Regions from separate parts of the Mus musculus genome. Here all the other regions are linked to region 1. A link is a contact called in public Hi-C and HiChIP or PLAC-seq data. All regions are on one chromosome and are shown on one strand. Each heading gives the region's core, a stretch centred on a gene start, on an enhancer-like site or on the middle of the called end of the contact. The rest is flanking DNA. Distances are from core to core; before and after follow the strand shown.

Region 1 (2,700 bases), core at 28-2,527:
GTCTCCACACAGACTTCAAACACTGCAATCTTCTTTGAGGCTGACGCTGCACACCTCAAGCCTGGTCAGGAAGGGATGAACTCCCAAGAGCAGGGACATCTTAACACACTAATATGGGCTTTGTACCGGGCAAGTCTGGATTGGAAACTCGCGATCCTGAGAAGGTGCTCTGCCCAGTGGAAGGCAAAGTCCGACCTAGGATTATTCATTCTTGATTATGTCAGAGAACTTGCTGTCTTGGCCTCTAGATTACAACGGGCTGACCTGGTGTTTTCTTGTCCGATGTGATACCAGGTCTGGAGTTGGAAAGCCACATTCCTACCTGACTAACGCAGGAGTCATTTAAGGGTTTAGATGTCAGTGAGCGCGGAAGGTAGGAGAGCAACGTTGTCCTTGCAGTCACTACAAATAAACAGAATCCAAGGATGGTTAATGTTGCCACCGAAGCAAAATCCCAGTCAGCCCTAAGCTTTGGGAAGACCTGCCACTGCAGCCGAGTCCTCACAGGGACCTCTCCCGGGTGGGGTCAGCTTCCAGCCCGGGAAGAGGCGGGAGACGTGCCGCAAGGCCTGGGATGTGGGGTCTAGGCCAGAGAGTCGGGGTGCGGCCGCTCAGCTATGGGATCAACGATCGCAACAGCCCCGGCTGTCCTGGCTCCCACCGCACCTGGCCCCGGCAGAACGCGGCTCTCAGCGAGGGCGCGGCCCCGCCAGGCCAGCGATGGGGCGGGCCGGCGCCACGGGGCGCTCCGCCCCCGATGATGCGGCGGCCTCCGACTGGCCCCCGGCCCGTCACTCACTCCTCACCATGGTTGCAGCACAAAGCAACAAGCCCCGGAGGCCGCTTCCTCCCTGAAGAGTGGCTCCGGCGGCCGCCGAGGCGCAGGAGAAGGAAGAGGCGGGGAAGAGGAGGCGGTCGCCGTTCAGCAGACGCTTGGCGGGGCTGCGCGCTCCGCTCTCGGCCTCGCGCCCGCCGGGGACCCGTGTCTGGCCCGCCGCGCCCGCCCGCCGCACGGACGACGCACAAAGTTGCCTAGAGCGCGGGGGCCGCGCGGGGAGCAGCCGCGCTCAGGCGCCGATGGGGGCGGGCGGCTGGAGCTGCGCGGCCCGCGGGGATGCAGCAGCAGTCGGGAGGCGCGGCCGACAGTAGACGGAGGCGCGGCGCGGCCACGGCGGCCGAGGCCAGCGGGCTCGGTGGCTCCCAGACCTGAGCCGGGCTCACCAGGCTCAGCGCGCGGCCCTCCCTCTCGACCGGCGCGCGAGGACCCGGGACGCGTCAGAGCGAGCGCGGCCGGAGCGGGTAGAGCCAGGGCCCCGCCGGAGAGGCTCCGCCCGCCGTCGCTTGCACCTCCCTAAAAATAACTCGGCCCGCCGGGGCCAGCGCGATCCGCGACCGATCGGGAGCGCTGCCGGGCAGTCGCTGAGTCCGAGTCTACGGACAGCAAGCCGCGAGGAGGAGGAGGGCAGCTCCGGGCTGCACGGACCTTTCGTGCTGTCTGCGCCCCGGCCCCGCGCCTGGGCTGGTTTGCCTCGGGCAGTGGCGCTGGGCCGGGAGGCCGGCGAGTGTGTGGAGCGGACCCGGTGCGCCCCGCAGGGGGAGATGGCGTCCTACGTGGATAATAGCTTCCGCCAAGCGGTGATGAAGAACCCCGCCGAGAGGACCCCCCAGGTGAGACGCGCCGCCACCCGCCGTGGGGTTGGTGTCTGCAGACTGCGCCCTTCCAGTGCCCCGGCACTCCTCTGCTGGGGAAGCATCCCATTTCCCCCATCCAGGACCTTCCCTGCCCCAACTTCCAAGGGCATTCTTTTCAGACTGTTCTGCGATTGCTGCCCTCTCCTCTGCTGTCCTTTTCGTTGCGCTCCCCGTAGCTGACCTTGCCTGCGCCTTTGCGGGACTAGTTGTCTATAGGGTATGCCTTTCTCCGGCCACACTCCTTGGGGTTGAGTCTTGGGGTCAGGTCTCAGCTCCTCTCGGCCGGGTACTCTTGTCACCCTGACTGCAGGCTCAGTTACTCTCTTGCATGTATCCCATCTTTAGAGTTTAGGGGTGTTTAATGAGCTGTAAGCAGGAACTTGCAGGGTTGTGCGATGAACTGACTGGCCTAGGTGGGCCTTGTAAAGTGAAAGCCTGTCTTTAGTTACTACTTTACTTTCTTGAAAGAGGAATGTTGTTATCCATCGAAAGGAAAAAGTTGACAGGCCAGCGCTTTTCATTCCAATTGTAGATGTAAGTGCAGAACAGGCGTATTCGACTCCGTCTTCTTCGCAGGGCAGATTCTTTCGGTTTGCACAATATGGTCAAAATTAGATGAGTGGTTAACGTTTATACAATTGTTTATCCTCAGGTTTTTTTTTTTATTTTTAAACGGAGGGATAGCTGGTGGGTTAGATTTGATTTTTCTTAGATTGGATTAGCGAGGGAGGAGTGTTATAAAAAATGTGGTTTGATTTCCGTTGCTTACTGGCTACATGACGTAGATTCCTAAATGTTGGGATGGCGACTACAGGCGATCCTGCTTGCCAACCCTGCAGGCAAAGAAGATCTACAGATCCTTGGGGCCAGCAAAAACAGCGAGGATCCGATACTTGACAAAAGTTGCTTTGCTTGTCTGGGGATGGGATGCCATCTGTCCAAATCCAAGTGCTGCCCATCTCTGATGATGATTATTTAATGGGCGAGAGACTAGAATAAAAGCGAATC
Region 2 (2,700 bases), core at 108-2,607, 130 kb before region 1:
TTCGTAAGAACTCACAAATAGCAATAACGACGGTGAAGCTTCAGCAGCAACCGGCAACCCCAGACGTTCTCCCTCTCCTCCTGCTCTTGCCCAGGCTTTGACTTAGAGTGACTTTGCAGGCTGCCTCCGTAATTGTTGTACGCGCTGTTTCTGTAAGCTACCTGTTTGCTCACGTAACCCAAAATGGCAGCCTGGCCTCTCACACAGAAAACGCGTGTACAAAGGATGGGTCATAGATTCATCCATCAGTCAACAGAAAATGTCTAAGTAGTGCTCTGAAAACGGTGGAAAGGTCATGGCATAGGTTATTCCTAGCATAAAATTAAGTCCCTGAAAACTGGATTTACCTACTAATTCATAAATAATTTTATCATCGTCTTTGGACAAATATATTCAGACTTGGATGAACTTCTTTGATTTTTTTTTTGCTACTCTATGTTTAATAACAAAAACATAAATCTCCTTAGGAAATACTAAAAAATATCTTTTTTCCACGTCTCTTAGACCTCCATGTGTTAATGTTGAACTGCTATATTATCTGAAATAAAGCCTACCTTTTTGTATTTTAATTAACAAAATATACCATGATTTATTTGAGCAGCGATACTCACTGAGGTGTTAAACCTAATGGATTCACAATCACATGTATATTGGTCCATTATTCATAAGGAAAATATTGATCGATAGATTAGTTCAGCTGGGGATGTAACTCAGAGGTAGAGCACTTGCCTAATAGGCACAAGGGCCTGCATTTCATCCCAGAACTACAAGTAAATAAGCAAGAATCTAAAATGTTTATACAGTCCACCAAGAAATAATATTTTAAGGAAGTCAGTGAGAGAAACTTTTACATATCCTCTAACATTTTCAATTACCAAATATAATTATAGGTTCAAATTAGACATTTACTATGAAGCCATGTTTAAATAAGTCTAGGTATTACTAAAAATGAAATGCCTGCTAATTACATCTCGCAACTGTGAGCCAGACACATTTTCTGAATGAATAAAATCTGCTAAAATTGGATTAAATTAATTGCATCCATCTGGGGCTAGCTCTATTGGACAGCCATTGCTTAGGGCCTCCCCTTTTCCCACAGCCCACCTCTAGAGCACTACTGCCGTTCTCAGGTGATCTTTGGGATTGTTTAGAGGGATCCTGGCTTTGTTCTGATGTTCCCCAATGCTGTTGAGAGGGTATCTGATTTAGCTTTCCTTACTGGAAAGGACCATGTTATCCATTTCTGTAACTATGGGCTTTTTCATCAGTAAAGCAGACACAATGCAATGTATTTCAAGAATGTGTACACACTAAGGTTTTCTTCTCCAGCCTCCTTCCTTGCTAACACTGGGCTCTTAGTACCAAACAGCACAGTGGAAAAAGCCCCTCAGGCTACCTTTTGTTATGCTAATGGATTTGTTCCCTTCTTGCCTCAATTTGCAAAATATTCCAGTTAACCCCTTCGGTGTCTTTCTTCCCACAGCCAGTGGCAAGCACCCGCATTGTTGTGACTGGGCCACTAAACTGCATAATGTTGCCTATTTTAGAGTGGAATTATTGAATCAAGAAAGGCAGAAAGGTCTTTGCAGGAGTGGGGCATCTGAAGTATTCATTTTATATTCAGAGCAAGGGTTGAAACAAAACAATTGTTTCTGGAAAATGTCAGTGTTTAAGGCTTGGATTCTGTGATGCATTTTTATCGAGGGAGAGAGAGAGAGAGAGAGAGAGAGAGAGAGAGAGAGAGAGAGAGAGAGAGAGAGATTGATTCACATTTCGTTCTATGCCCTGTTACAGATAAGCTTGAGATCTGACGTGAATGTTTTTGTCGTTGTTGTTTGACTGCATAGTTTTAAATAATTTGGACAAATAAATCAACTTTAAATAAGCAGTGATCACTGGGTTTTGTGAGTCTGTTAACTATGGAGCCACAATAGCTACTTTCTGTCTTTATTCAAGTAGTGTGCACATTCTATTGTAGTTTTTACTGTGCTTATAACACTATATAGTTTTGAAATACAGGTAGAGAGAAACATTAATGCCACTAGATGCCATTTGTTAAGCCCTGCTACAAGAAATACTATGCCAGCATGAGGCACACCTACCTCTCGATCCAGAGAACAGTGCTCTGAGGGTTGGCCATTAATCCTGTGGTAGGCAGAGGTCCAATAGTCCCCAGAATTCTCATTTTCTAGTAAACATACTTTTTTCCCCCAGATATTCAATCAAGTGATTCAGGGGATTGCTGGTGAGGGATTTCTTTTTAAAGTATAATCAAGACTCTAAAAATCCTTTGAATTTTAAAAAGATTTGCCTAGTGTGGTAGGCTTGTAATGCCAGTTACTTAGGGGGCTGAGGCAGGAGAATCATAATTTCTACTTCTGCCTAGGCTGCAGAGTGCCTAGGCTAGTATAAACAACTTAGTGAGACCTTGGCCCCAGACAAAAAGTTGAAAACAGACTGGAATGGAGCTGTGTTAATGAATACTTGCCTAACATCATGTTTGAGCTGTAAGTTTACTCTCCAAGTACCACACACACACACATGAGAGAGAGAGAGAGAGAGAGAGAGAGAGAGAGAGAGAGAGAGAGAGAGAGAGAGAGAGAGAGAGAGACTCAGTGGGCCTAACTTAACCAGACCTCTTGAAGACCCTAAACTTTTTGACAAAGAGGCTGTAAAGTTAAGGGGCATGAGACCTGATAT
Region 3 (2,700 bases), core at 44-2,543, 250 kb before region 1:
AGCATCAGATGACTGGGAGATGCTGTAGGCCATTTGTGTCCTCCAGCTGTCCTGTCCCTTAAACTGGAACTAATTTTCATAATATTTGGATGTTCCCTGTTTGTTTGTTTTTTTTTTGTTTTTGTTTTTTTTGAGTTATTTTAGACAGTTGAAAGGTAAAAAAGAACCCATGGCCAGTTTGTGCCCGGGGGTCAAAACTTCGTGCAAAAAGGAATTCGTTCTCTCCTACTCTAGGTCTGTCTTCACACCATCAGTTTAGCAGTTGCCACAGAGAAGAAAATTCATTGTCATAGGTGTGTTGCAATCTGAAACTTGGGAAGTCTTTTTTTTTTTTTTTTTTTTTTTTTTTTTTTTAAGTTCATGGAGGGTGGCGGGTTCCGGTCCAATGTACGGCATGTAAAATGTCTTAAATCAACTGAGGTCTGGGCCTGGCATCCCTAGTTTTCCTTACCTTAAATTAGTGGGTAATTTATAAAGATACTTTTAGGACTAAGACCATAGAGCCAGCCAATGGTTCACCTCACCTTAGGGATGGACCCAGTAGTACTTTCTTCAACCTAATTCCAGGCAAAAGGAATTGGTATCATCACTCTGCTGTTGGTTTCTAGCCTTGACCTGTGTTTAGGGGATCACCAGCTCAAATTTATCTCCTAACACTCCCATATCCAGGTGAGCTATGTTGATGTCAGAAGCTAGCACTGTTCTAGGGCTCTGGTAATTCAGGGCTTTCTCAGCTTGAATAAGCCCAGGAATTCAAATGCAAGAGTTAGAAGGCTTTTTACCATCAGTTGCCTCTCATCATCATTACTTTCCCCCATCCCCACTCATACCATGGCCAGAGTGTGCCCCAGCTCTGCTTCTCATCCCACACGTCTCCTTCTACATATTAAGATCTCCATTCGACTCTTGTGGGTAGCCATCCTTCACTCACTGTGGACAGAGTTTTGCAAGGTTGTGGAGTAGAAGCTGTCAGCTGATACTTACTCACATGAGAACCATTAAGAGGGTGGTGCGGCCAATGTCAGAGCAACCTTGCAGCTGAAGGTTTACCCAGAGCCACATGAGCTGGGCTCGTGACTAGTGAAGGCAGGGCTGCTTGTAAACTCAGCTCGAGATGCAGATGGTGTGAGTCAGTGCAAGCTGCTGGACCTGTTGAGTGCACTTGAGTGCAGGCGGAGAAAAAGCAGGGAGAGATTTGTACTTGTCTACTTTATTATGGGTTTACTGAGAGCACATCCGCTTCTAGAAGTCATCCTGGGCTTCATTTGCATGATGAATGAACATCCCTTTTTTTAAGCTCCCAAAAGAGGAAGTTAGTAGTAGCTGGGCTCACGTGCTGTGCTTGGAGGGAAATGGTCTTTAGTCTGGAGCTGCTGCTCGTCACCGTGGCATATCCTTCAGATAATGAAGGAACTTTACAGAGTGGGCTAGTCCACACTGCTGGTCAGGATCAACTGAAGAGCATCTATGCCCTCAGGAGATGTGTGGTGGTACAGCAGACAGCACAAACTGGCCAGTAGGCCAACAGGAGTCAGCCAGATGTCTGACCGATACCACTTGTGGTGCTGGGAGGATTTTCAAGACACTTGTATGTGCAAAGATTCCAAAATGTGCCAGAGGAGGACGCGACACAAATTCCACAGTGCTCAACCACAGGTATGAATGTTTAGTTCTGTTTCAGTCTGGAAAATACTAACCACACGGGACTCTAAGAAGCTTTATTGATTTGAATTATGTTTTCAAGAATGCTTTACGTAGGAGAAATGTAGTTATTGGTGACTTGTAGAAACAAGTCCTTTCCTCTGTAGAAAAGATGTAGGTAGGCACAGGTATCTGTAGTGGCTCTTAGGAGTCTGTCACTATCTTAACTTCTTAAGTGTTCATTACCTCTGCTGGGGCCAACTTGTGTGGAATCGATTGTGTCCTCTTTTGGAACGCTGAGCTTTATAAGGCAAAAGGTAAAGCTCTGAGCTTTAACTTAGCACACAGAGGACCAGAGGACAGGCAAGGACTGGAGACCTGCTTTGTGGGAGTGCTGAAGCCAGCTGCTGAGGGAGAACCTGGTTCGACTCTGGAAAATGCCTTTTGTGAAAAGGATGTGTATGACAAACTAACTTGAATAGCGAGGTTGGCCATAAGGAGCACAGTTGGACCTGTTATATTCTTTCTAGTTACTTTATATACTTTTTAGATGTATTTATTCTATTTATATGTATAGGTTGTTTTGTCTGTTTGTATTTCTGTGCACCACTTACATGCCTGGTGCCAGGAAGGCCAGAGGACGTCAGATCTTCTAGAACTGGAATTAAAGATGGTTTTGAGCTACCACATAGCTTCTGGGAATTGAACCTGGACCCTCTGGAAGAGCAGCCAATGCTCTTAACCACAGAGCCATGTCTCCCAGCCCCTTTATGTACTCTGGAAGAACTTCTCTAGTAGTGGAACTTAATTCCGACGGTCATTTCCCAAGAGTGGTTCACATGCTCTCTGCTCTTCCAAAGGCACCTGTTCATAGAGCAAGAGGTCATGAAGGTCATGAAGGGTGAGGACCATGAGGACCCTGAGGATGGCACTGTGATACGTGTGCTCTTACCTGCTCCTGTCAGGAAAGAAGGGTTGAGTGGTGGGGAAGTGGAGCTCCACCTCTGGGAGGCAGCCCCAGGGCTGACTGCGGCATGCTACTGCTGAGCTATGGGGTAG

What was found. A called contact is a pair of places that touch in the nucleus more often than the background predicts. HiChIP or PLAC-seq counts read pairs in DNA pulled down with a chosen protein or histone mark.
Region 2: an H3K4me3 HiChIP or PLAC-seq map of neural tube shows a contact between it and region 1, with 2.4 times the contacts expected there. The contact joins the enhancer-like site here to the promoter of 6430573P05Rik in region 1. A contact is called at or near these places in 1 of 39 promoter capture datasets (embryonic stem cells), 6 of 484 Hi-C or Micro-C datasets (the AML12 cell line, cumulus cells, liver and 1 more), 16 of 115 datasets of contacts at active chromatin or transcription factors (the 230-238 cell line, the SCID.adh cell line, T-cell acute lymphoblastic leukemia and 10 more) and 1 of 9 other capture datasets (liver).
Region 3: a Hi-C map of erythroblasts shows a contact between it and region 1, with 2.4 times the contacts expected there. The contact joins the enhancer-like site here to the promoter of 6430573P05Rik in region 1. A contact is called at or near these places in 2 of 484 Hi-C or Micro-C datasets (Th2 cells and erythroblasts), 7 of 115 datasets of contacts at active chromatin or transcription factors (the SCID.adh cell line, bone marrow-derived macrophages, embryonic limb bud and 4 more) and 3 of 9 other capture datasets (adipose tissue, liver and pancreatic islet).

Annotation. Positions count from the first base shown.
Region 1 is chr3:79,285,432-79,288,131 of GRCm38.p6, reverse strand. 6430573P05Rik (RIKEN cDNA 6430573P05 gene) reads right to left here and starts at 1,277. Exons shown (of 2, transcript NR_165170.1): 1 at 323-1,277. It also overlaps a transcript of Rapgef2 not described here.
Region 2 is chr3:79,415,883-79,418,582 of GRCm38.p6, reverse strand. The region is part of intron 2 of Gm17359 (predicted gene, 17359); the gene reads right to left. Among named protein-coding and RNA genes, the nearest start is that of Gm17359, 72 kb to the right of the region's middle. Within about 2 kb of position 1,357, at least 39 of the 459 cell types and tissues checked have an H3K27ac peak or open chromatin away from gene starts, as enhancers often do. A contact at or near this core is called in embryonic forebrain, neural tube and stem cell-derived neural progenitor cells, where this site is marked.
Region 3 is chr3:79,530,499-79,533,198 of GRCm38.p6, reverse strand. All of the region lies in intron 1 of Fnip2 (folliculin interacting protein 2), which reads left to right. Among named protein-coding and RNA genes, the nearest start is that of Gm36442, 20 kb to the right of the region's middle. Within about 2 kb of position 1,293, at least 78 of the 459 cell types and tissues checked have an H3K27ac peak or open chromatin away from gene starts, as enhancers often do. A contact at or near this core is called in the SCID.adh cell line, bone marrow-derived macrophages, erythroblasts and 1 more, where this site is marked.